2 separate regions of the Pan troglodytes genome follow, and region 1 is linked to region 2. Evidence: chromatin contacts called from public capture Hi-C data. All regions are on one chromosome and are shown on one strand. The core of a region is the stretch at or near the end of the contact, and the rest is flanking DNA. Distances in the headings are between cores, read along the strand shown. Region 1 has its middle 20 kb from the start of TUBGCP3. Region 2 has its middle 75 kb from the start of SPACA7.

Region 1 (5,745 bases), core at 3,220-5,719, 150 kb before region 2:
CACTGGTTTCTTGGTGCCCGCAGATTTAGGATTACTACTTCTTCTTGGTGGATTAATCCTTTTATGGTTATGCAATTTCTCTTCTTGTCCCTAGTAATTTTCTGTGCTCTGAAGTCTACTTTATCTGAAAGTAATGAAGCTACTCCTGTTTTTTTAAAATTAATGTTTGTATGATATATCTTTTTCCATTTTATTACTTCAGTATCCCTATGCCTTTTGATATGGTTAGGCTTTGTGTCCCCACCCAAATCTCATCTTGAATTGTAATCCCCGGGTGTTGAGGGAGGGACCTGGTGGGAAGTGATTGGGTCATGGGGGCAGTTTCCCCCATGCTGTTCTTGCCGTAGTGAGTGAGTTCTCACGAGATCTGATGGTTGTATAAATGGCAGTTCCCCTGGGCTTTTTCTCTCTCTCCTGCCACCTTGTGAAGAAGGTGCCTGCTTTGCCTTCCGCCAGGATTGTAAGTTTCCTGAGGCCTCCCCAGCCATATGGAACTGTGAGTCAATTAAACCTCTTTTCTTTATAATGTACCCAGTCTTGGGCAGTATCTCTATAGCAGTGTGAAAATGGACTAATACAGTAAATCATTATATTTGAAGTGAGCTTTTTATAGACAGCATGTAATTGAGTTGTGCTGCTTGCTAATCTTTTTTTAATTGGTATATTTATGTCATTTACATTTGAGGTAATTATTGATATGTTAGGCCTTAAGTCTGCCATTTTATTATTTGTGTCTGTTTTTCTGTTTCTTATTCCTTTGTTTCTCTTTTCTGCCTTGAATCACTTGAACTTTTTTTTAGAAATATATCTGAATTTATCTATAACAGTTCTTCAGTATATCACTTTGTGTAACTTTTCTAGCACTTGCTCTAGGTGCTGTAGTGCACATAAATAAATTATCTCAGGCTACTGTATTAACGTTTCACCACTTCAAGTCAAGCCTTGAAATGCTGCTTGTGTTAGGCCCTACCCTACCCACTTTTAAAATATGATTGTCTCAAGTTTTTACTCTACATACATTGCACAGCACACCAGATGGGGTTATGTTTTTGTTTATTTGTTTGTTTGTTTTTTTGACAGAGTCTCTTCTGTTGCCCAGGCTGGAGTGCAGTGGAACGCGATCTTGGCTTACTGCAAACTCTACCTCCTGGGTTCAAGCAATTCTCCTGCCTTAGCCTCCTAAGTAGCTGGAATTACAGGTGGGTGCCACCATGCCTGGCTAATTTTTGTGTGTTTTTCTCTTAGTAGATAAGGGGTTTCACCATGTTGGCCAGGCTGGGGTTATGTTTTGTTTTTGTTTTTGTTTTTGTTTTGCTTTTTTTTTTTTTTTTTTTGCTTTAACCATAAAATATTATTTAAGAAACTCATGAGATAAAGAATAGTTTATTGGCTGGGCGCGGTGGCTCATGCCTATAATCCCAGCGCTTTGGGGGGCTGAGGCAGGCGGATCACCTGAGGTCAGGAGTTTGAGACCAGCCTGATCAACATGGAAAAACCTTGTCTCTACTAAAAAATACAAAATTAGTCAGGCATGGTGGTGCATGCCTTTAATCGCAGCTACTTGGGAGGCTGAGGCAGGAGAATTGCTTGAACCCGGGAGGCAGAGGTTGCAGTGAGCTGAGATCGCGCCATTGCACTCCAGCCTGGGCAACAAGAGCGAAACTCCATCTCAAAAAAAAAAAAAAAAAAAAAAAGAATAGTTTTATTGCTCTTCTCTTATTGATGAAATTTTGGTCTTCTTTTTTTGGGACTGAGTTTCACTCTTGTTGCCCAGGCTGGAGTATAGTGGCAAAATCTTGGCTCACTGCAAGCTCTGCCTCCCAGGTTCAAGCGATTCTTCTGCTTCAGCCTCACGAGTAGCTGGGACTACAGGTGCACGCCACCACACCTGGCTAATTTTTGTATTTTTAGTAGAGACAGGGTTTCCCATGTTGGCCAGGCTGGTCTCAAACTCCTGATCTCAGGTGTCCGCCCGCCTCAGCCTCCCGAAGTGCTGGGATTACAGGTGTGAGCCACTGTGCCCAGTCAATTTTTGGTCTTCTTTTAACATTTTCTTTCTGTTCAGCAGGTTTCTTTCAGCCCATTTCTGTTAGTTTTCGTTTGTCTGAGAATGTCTTTATTTCCCTTTTACTCCTGAAGACTCATTTTGCCAGGTCTCGGATTTGCAGCCGACAGTCTTTTCCTCCTGGACTCCATGGTTTCAGATTTCTAAGCTTGCTTCTTTGTCTTTGAAAAGGTTTTATTCTGATGTGACTTGGTGTGAATTTGTGGGGGGTTTATCCTAACTGGCATTCTCTCAGTTTCCTGAATCTGTAGATTTATGTCTTTTGCCAAATCTGGAAAGTTTTCAGATATAATTTCTTTTCAGCCCCACACTCTCCTTTCCTATGGGACTCTAATGCTGTGAATGTTAGATCTTTTCTTACTGCCCTATAGACCCTGAGGCTCTGTTCATTTTTTTTAGTCCATCTTCTTTCTGTTGTTCAGAGTGTAAATGTTATTGCTCAGTCTTCACGTTCACTGGTTCTAACCTCTTTCGTCTCCATTCTGCTATTAAGCTCATTTAGCATGTTTTCATTTCTGTTATTTTACTTTTCAGTTCTATAATTTCTACTTGGTCCTTTTAAAATAATTTCTCGTTTTTGCTAAGTTTCCTATTTGTTCATTTATTTCAACTGAGTTCATAATTGTTTGTTGAAGCATTGTTGTGGCTGCTTTGAGCATCTTATAACTCCACCATCTGATTTACTTTACTGTGGTGTCAGCTGATTGTCTTTTCTTATTCAAGTTGTGTTTCTCCTGCTTCTTGTTGTGACAAGCAATATTTGCTTGTATCCTGCACACTTTTAATATTATGCCAAGATTCTTGATCCTATTTAAGTTTCTGATTTTTAACAGACAGTAGCTTTGTTTAGGTTCAGTGTATAGGACCTGGCCTATTTTTGTGAACTGTAATTCCAGTAACAATTTGGTTTTCAGAGCCTTGCAAGGCTAATCTGGTCTAGTTCAGATTTCAGCAAGGTGCAATTTTTTAATAAGCATCTACTCATTTCGTAATTAGAAAAATAAAAACTCACTGTACACATGCATCTTATATACAACATGTTAGTATGGATGACACCAGGGCCAAGTGAATACCAGAGTCAAGAACCAAGAGTCAAGGCCATAGGAGAAGAAACAAGTCATACAGTTCAGGGGTGACAGTGGCAGGCAGGACTATCTGACATTCCCAGGTAGCAATAGTTTGTGGGCATGAGGCCTCTGTGCACACTGGGTTATATAACACATGCTTATTTCAAAGGCACCATCTAGCATCTGAGAGGTGTTTGCCTAGAGGCCAGCCTTGGATTCAAATTTAGGACTTGTGGCTCTGAAGCCACAATGTTACTGGTTGCAAAGTAAGATACAAGATAAAACAATCTTAATTAATTAATTTTACACTTTTAAAAAACAGCTACTAGAAATTTTACTTTATACCCGTGAAACTCATTTGTGATGCACAGGGTTTCTTGTGCTGTGGAGATGAGACCATCTCTGTTTGCCGAATCAATAAATCTCTACAGCCGGAGCTTTATTAAGTACTACTATTGAAATAATTGGATAAATTTAGATTCTCTATTTTCCCATTCATCTTGGATTAGTTTTAATATATAAAATAATGCAATCCTGACATATGTATAATGCTAAATTAAGGTTCATTTAAAAACAGACTCAGTATGCTAAAGTGAATCTCTCTATTGATCTTATTCATGTAATCTTGAAAAAGTTCATTTATTGAAATCTACAAATAAAAATTCCATACCCTCTTTTACTGCTGCCATTTTTAGATGCCTGCCAGGTATTTTTTAAACCTCTCAAAATCCTGCAAGTGAAATCTACTTTGAGGATTGGAACACGGAAGTCCAAAGCAGTATCTCGCTCGGAGTCGTCTCTGGCACTGGGATTTCACCAGGACTTTCTGAAGGGCTTTGCAGGGCACCTTGCAGCCTCCAACGTTCTCTTGCTCGTGCAGGGTGGAACGAGCTCGTCCGCATTCTGAAAACCGCCTTTTTCAGTCAGGCAAAGATTGTGGGCCACGATCAAATAGACTCATTTGTGGAACTAGGAGAACCCTCCTGATGATCTGACAGTTATTCTTAGATTCAGTCTCTGAGATCGGTTGCGATTCCCGCTGGACGGCAGGGGGCAGCACCAGGCCGCCTCAGGGCCGGACCCGCGCGGGCGGTGCCGCCGCTTCCCCTCAGGCTGCCGGTGTGGGTGGGGCAGCCCGTGGCCTGGGCGGAGTCGGGAAGGGCCTGGCGGGCGAGAGCCTCAGACGGAGGGAAGGAGAGGGCGCCTTTCCGCGCTTCTGTTTCCCTGGAGGAGGGAAAGAAGTTGAGAAAATTCAGAGCCAAATGTAGATTTTCTCAAGTGCCTCATTCCACACAGCGATCTTGCTGGTAACCGGGAGTGCGTTTCTTCTGCATCCGATGTTCAAATGCTGTCTTCCAAAATGTTTCTGACCGTGGCAGGAATTTCAAACGAAATCCTAGGAGCTAGATGAAGAGTTACAGACAATCGCGAATTTCCAGGCAACACGCCAGGGATTTGGGGAAGAGAACAGTAAAACGTAACAGAAATAGCAGCTTCCTGACACGGCGGAAGTCATCTGGTGAAGATTTTTTATACATTTTATATCGACTTTTTAATCTCCTAATTTATTAGTAAAGTGTTGACCTAAGAAGTAAGAATGCATTTTGTAGCTCATCATTGTTTAAATAGAGGCTTTGAAATTCAGTCCCTCTTGGTGATTGTAGCCGCCATTAGAAAGTGGCTGCGGGAGGGGTCTGGCCTCTGCTCAGCCACTCACTGCTGTGTGATCTTGGGCAGAGCACTTGATGTCTCTGAGCCCGTCTCCTGAAGCCCAAAGCCAGGCTGTAATATCTGTGTCGGCTGTTCCGTGAGGAAAGATGCCTCATCTCTAGCTCTTCCTCAAGGCTATGAATATAATCAAAGGCGGATGCTCAGGGCTGTGAATAAGAGTTCAGTGAGGCAGCGTTTTATCCAGTGCATTCCTCTTCCCAGGCATCTGTGACATCGTCTTACCGACCAGCTGCCCCACTCTGGGACATTTCCATCGCTTTGCAGTGGCCGCACTGACAGTCGACAGCTGCGCCAGGACTTAAGGCTCCAGCCTGGTCCCCTCCTTGCTTCCCAGCACTGCCTGGTCAAATGGTGGAGGACAGAGTGGAGGCAGAAGACGGAGGCGCAGCCGACACGTGGACTAAGGGCTCTCCAGGCATTCCGACTTCTGAAGAGGTGGCTGACAGCCTGAGCTCCATGGAAAGGTTGGGATAAAGAGCCTGTGTGATTGTCTACTCCAAATTCATGACTTTACAGATGGGCTTCAGCCAATGGTTTGGGTCCCAAGCTGTTGTTATTATTATTATTATTATCATTATCATTTAAGACAGTCTCGCTCTGTCACCCAGGCTGGAGTGCAGTGGTGCGATCTTGGCTCACTGCAGCCTCCGCCTCCCGGGTTCAAGTGATTCTCCTGCCTCAGCCTCCTGAGTAGCTGGGATTACAGGTGCCTGCCACCAGGCCCGGCTAATTTTTTTTTATTTTTAGTAGAAACGGGGTTTCACCATGTTGGCTAGGCTGGTCTCAAACTCCTGACCTTAAGTGATCTGCCCGCCTCGGCCTTCCAAAGTGCTGGGATTACAGGCATAAGCCACCGTGCCCGGCCCCAAGCTGCTTTTAGAA
Region 2 (5,064 bases), core at 155-2,654:
CTGTAGGCGTCACGCTCCTGTGATTGTGAAGTCAAGCGACCGCGGCGTCAGGCGGGGCTCCGTGCTGTGAGTGTGGCCAGGCTTGCAGCTGTCAGTGCTGGGGAGAAGTTCAGGGGTCCGGGCGTCTAGGCGGTCCTTCTCTGATGCCACATCCTGGGAATGGAACTCCCTGAACGGAGGGGCTTCTCTCCGTTTTCTCAGGGCAGTTTTGTGATTGGCGTTGGCCTTGTGTTCCTTCCTTCCCTCACTGATGTGCACCCGACGCCTGCATGTGGACTGACAGCCTGGGGTCAGGACGCTGCTGGGGGTCAGGGGTATGTGGTGGGCTGCGGTGGGGTGTGGTGAAGCCTGCCTGGCCTCGAGCCCGGTGGAGGCTCTGGGAAGCCCCCTGCTTCCTAGTCCTGACGGGGGCCGGTCTCCACCTTCCTTTGGTGTTCCAGAGACCTGAAGCGGAGGGGCCAGTGTGGCTCCAAGGTGGCCGGGGCTGTGCGGTGGGCTCCGGAGCCCCCGAAGCACTCTCTTTCTGCAGAACCGCATCTGGTTCTGCAGAACCGCATCTGGGCCTCTGGAAGGAAGCTGCAAATGAGCCGGCAGCAGCTTCCCCGATGGCCCTGTCTTGGCAGCCCTCATCCGGGCAAGGACTCTGGGAGAGCAGGGCCACTCTGTGATGCCACCGCCGGGATGGCTGAGCTCCAGCGTGGTGCCCGTCCTGGGTCTGAGGGCCCGGAAGCCGCCCTTCCGTCTGCTGCCAGGAGTGTGTGTGCCCAGCACTGGAGAGCAGTGAGAGGCACTGGTTTCCCAGCACACAGTGTGCGCCTGCCCGCTCACTCTCCCGGCTCTGTGTGTGGGCCCTTCACCGGCCAGTGTGTAGCTGCATGGTGTTTCTGGGGGGCTGCTGGCCTGCCAGGCATGGCCTCTCAGTGGCCAGCATGGGGTCTGGGGGTGGTCTGGGATGGCCAGGCGAGGGGCTGGGGGCTCGGGGGCAGCTGTCAGCCCTCGGGTGTCACCCTGCACTTCCTGCCCCGTGGCCACATCCTCCCACCCTCTTCTCTGTACATCACGCTCAAGAACAAACAAAAAATCTCACCAAACGCGCGTTGGAGGTGGCCAGGCTGGCTCCATTCTGGGGGCCCTGGTGATAGGTTTCAGGATGGCAGCAGCAGGGCCGTGGGATGGGGAGAGTGGACTCAGCTCCTCCTGCCGTGAGGATGGGGAGGGAGGGGACAGGACGTGTAACTGTGGACGAGGAAGGGCCGGGGATGGAACACCGTGAACAAGAAGCATCAGGGTGAGGGGCTCCGACAGATTTGACAGGACGACGGCTGACGGCCGGCAGGGCTCCCATGACGCTGATGTGCCGGTATTTTCACCCAGTGGAGCGGCTCCCCCTCACAAGGACAGAGCGGGAAGCCCCAGATCAGGCCTCATTAGAAAGGGCTCAGGAGCCAACTGAGTGTGGGCCAAGGAGAGCCTCTGCGGGCCGACGTGCCCACCTCCATCGTCAGCCAGGGCCCGTCCATGGCACCAGTCCCCTGCCAGCCTCCTGATGCTGTCCAGGCGGGCAGGGGCCTTTCGGGCCAGGGGAAGAAAGTGACACCTGCCCTTCTGTGCCTGGCTTTGGGTCACCTGTCCCCGTCCCAGGGCGGCATGGCACAGGTCTGAGGGCTCTGCTGGTCACTCAGCCCCTGAGGCAGCCCCGCCAGCCCAGGCCCGAGCACCTCTTCCCTCCAGGCTGGGCACAGCCAGTCCCCACCTCCCACCTTCCGCCTCCACCAGTCCCGGGACATGGAGTCACACCTTGGACGAGATTCATACTGTGTCATCAGCTGGCGCACAGGTGACTCCGGAGCGCGGATCGTGCCGATCGGCCCAGGGAGGCTCCGCGCCGTCACCATCTCTCCCCACGCCCTCTGCCCATCCCTGTCCACCCCCTGACCCACACACCCTTGGCTCTAACCCGGGATTTCGGGTTTTGCTGCCATTTAGAAATGACGTTCTTACTTGTTGAATTCTAAAATGGAAGCAACACAGCTGTCTAGTAAATCAAATTTAGTGAATAAACGAGCCGTTCTTGTTTAGTATTGTCTTTAGGTCTTATTTCTCATGTCTCCTTTCATTAGAGGTTTTCATTGTAATCTCTTCGGCTCAACAAAGACAACCAAATCTGCCCTGTTAATTTTGTAATTGAGGTCTATGCAAACATATTGCCATAGCCATGGAAAATGTTTACTCTTTTTCAGCTGAACACACAGTACATTTTTAGTTGAATAAGATCCAACTGAAAGGCATAAATCAAGTGTTTAAAAATAGAAAGAGGATCGCAAAGCCTAGTATGTCAATATGCTCGTCAAGTGTTAATGCAGCGAGGCAGAGTTAGGCGGCCCCGGGCGCTGGAAACTGCCTTTGACCTCCTCCCTGCCCCTCTGCGTCTACAGTTCAGTTCTCACAGAGGCCTCTGGCGGGAGGAGCCAGCATTTAGAATACAGATGGCCAAAGGAAACACCATTTTTAAATAGTTACTTTAGAAAAATCCTTTCAGATGAAAAAATCTGCTATGGTTGATCTTTCTGGTGTTGGTGAAAGGAAAGAGAAATCTCCGTGTGGGGAGGCCCTGGGCCGCGTTCAGGGACCGAGCCCTGTGGAGCGGAAAGGCTCGAGACTGGACCTATCTTGCAAAAACAAGGCTCCTGTTAGCAGAATTGAAGTCAATTGAGGAGCTGGAAGAAGACAGGTCCCTTCTCTAAAGCACTGTGATTAGCTCAAGCTCGTTGGATTTGCACTTTTGGAGACGATGTGTTCAGTGAGGGCTGTGGAAGGCTAGGCAGGCTGGACGCCCGGCTAGAGGCCAAGCCTGCAGACGGCAGAAAGGCGAATGCGCCTTCCAGATGGCCGCCTTTCCTGAAGAACTGCCTGGGGTTGCATTTGTGGAAGCCAGCCATCCTTCATCAACAAAGCAACAAATATCGATTGTTTAATTTACACATTTTCATTTTCATAATTTTATTTGTACACATTTGAACACCCTGAGGTTTGTAAACATTTAGTAACTTATCCAAAGGTCACAGGACTATCCACGCTTCAAATCCGGGCCCCTGTCCTGGACTTGCAGGGGTGCAGGATGAAGAATCCCCAGCCTGCTGTGAGGGACCTGAGGCTGCTGGGAGAGCTGGGAGGTGTGTTTGGTTGTGATGATGAAGCGTGCACGGTCACTGGGAGAGCTGGGAGGTGTGTGCGGTTGTGATGATGAAGTGTGCACGGTGGTTGGGAGAGCTGGGAGGTGTGTGTGGTTGTGATGATGAAGTGTGCACGGTGGCTGGGAGAGCTGGGAGGTGTGTGTGGTTGTGATGATGAAGTGTGCACGGTGGCTGGGAGAGCTGAGAAGTGTGTGCGGTTGCAATGACGAAGTGTGCACGGTGGCTGGGAGAGCTGGGAGGTGTGTGTGGTTGTGATGAAGCATGCGCGGTCGCTGGGAGAGCTGGGAGGTGTGTGTGGTTGTGATGATGAAGTGTGCACGGTGGCTGGGAGAGCTGGGAGGTGTGTGCAGTTGCGATGACAAAGTGTGCACAGTGACGGCACCGCAAAATGTGACGGAGGCTCCGAGCAGGGGTTCCCAGGGGCCGGAGGCTGGGTCTACCCTGGTTGGGGCTGGCCCGGTGGAAGAAGCGAGAAAGGCAGTCTCGGGAACAGTGACGTGTGGAGATGGGAGGATGAGACACGCCCCCAGTACTGAAGGAGACCCTGGTGGTGGCAAAGGCGGGTTGGGACAGAATGTGGGAGGCTTTGAACATCAAGACACGAGTCTGGACTCATTTATAGTCAGTATTTTTTTATGAGTTAAACAAAAAGACGTGTGGCATTTTGGGGTCTGGACACTTTTAAATCAATGACTCCTAAGTGTTTACAAAGCAGGAAACAAGGTTTGAACCATGAGCTTCAGGAGCAGGACAGGCTCCTGGAGCCTGAAAGGAGCCCAGTCTCCCTCTCTGTGGGCGGCCGGATGCTCCTGACTTGGGTCAAGAGGGAGAGTCGTTCTCCTAGTCTCCATGCTGGTCTGTGACCACTGCCTCTCATTCAAGATGACCCTTTCGGGGTGTTGAGGACTGAGGCAGCTCTGGAATGTCACCCTACCTGTAACCTAACCTGCCCAGCTTCATGGGTGCTGGGAGGAGATATGGGGCTCTGAGGTCAGGGAGGGAGGACAGCTTGTTACAGCAGTGACAGTGGCTGGGAACCCGCAGGACCCCATGTCTACTCAGCCCCGTGAAGGGACCAGTGCTGCCGCACACACCATGAGTCAGGGTTATAGGAGAGCACCCCTGAGTCTTCTGCCACAGAGGAAGGCACTGCCTTTGCCTTCCAAGGCTGTATTTGCTTTCAGGTGTCCTTGAACAGGTAGCCCTGAACAAAGGGGAGGCCAGTGTCTCGCTACATGGGGTGTATGGAAAATGTGCCACCCGCGGAGAATTGCCTTCCAGTGTTGAATCGGTGGCAGCTGGCAGACCCAGCTGAGCTGTGCTGTGGCTAAGCCAGTGGTGGGAGAGGCCTTGCCCCTGGAAGCATGGTGCCCATGTGTTGCTGCCACGTCCCTGGGGTCTCTGGGCTGGAGTTCCAAAGTCGTCTTCATCATGAAGAAGCACATCCAGGCTATGGGCAGAACTGTCTTGAAGCCGTCCAGCGGTTTAAATTCTACATTCTGTGGGGCATGCACGGGGTTGGCTTATTCAACCTTCCTTCCATTCTCCCTGTGGTTGGAGAAGACAGAGAACAAAACAACTCATTTCCGAGATGCTTGGCAGCCGGGCAGAGTCCACCAACGAGAGGCACCCAAAGGCAATCCAAAAGACAGGCGGAAGAGGAGCGCATCTTGTTGCCATTGTGCCGTGTTTGCTGGAAAGCACCATTGTTAAGATGTGAGTATTTCTGCGTGATGTCCGTTCTTCAAACCCCAGACGCGGTTGGATGGCAGCAGATGGCAGCCGCGACCCCGCGGGCTCCCGGCTTCTGCTCCTGGTCCCCAGCTGGCTCAGGTGAATCCATGGTCAATGGCAGCCCCAGGAATGGCGG

The links. Capture Hi-C pulls out chosen DNA fragments and counts their contacts.
Region 1: a capture Hi-C map of stem cell-derived neural stem cells shows a contact between it and region 2, with 5 times the contacts expected there. The contact joins two enhancer-like sites. A contact is called at or near these places in 2 of 7 Hi-C or Micro-C datasets (induced pluripotent stem cells and stem cell-derived neural progenitor cells) and 1 of 1 other capture datasets (stem cell-derived neural stem cells).

The regions. Positions count from the first base shown.
Region 1 is chr14:118,219,530-118,225,274 of NHGRI_mPanTro3-v2.0_pri, reverse strand. No RefSeq gene overlaps it. Among named protein-coding and RNA genes, the nearest start is that of TUBGCP3, 20 kb to the right of the region's middle. Within about 2 kb of position 4,469, at least 18 of the 24 cell types and tissues checked have an H3K27ac peak or open chromatin away from gene starts, as enhancers often do. A contact at or near this core is called in stem cell-derived neural stem cells, where this site is marked.
Region 2 is chr14:118,063,536-118,068,599 of NHGRI_mPanTro3-v2.0_pri, reverse strand. No RefSeq gene overlaps it. Among named protein-coding and RNA genes, the nearest start is that of SPACA7, 75 kb to the right of the region's middle. Within about 2 kb of position 1,404, at least 3 of the 24 cell types and tissues checked have an H3K27ac peak or open chromatin away from gene starts, as enhancers often do. A contact at or near this core is called in stem cell-derived neural stem cells, where this site is marked.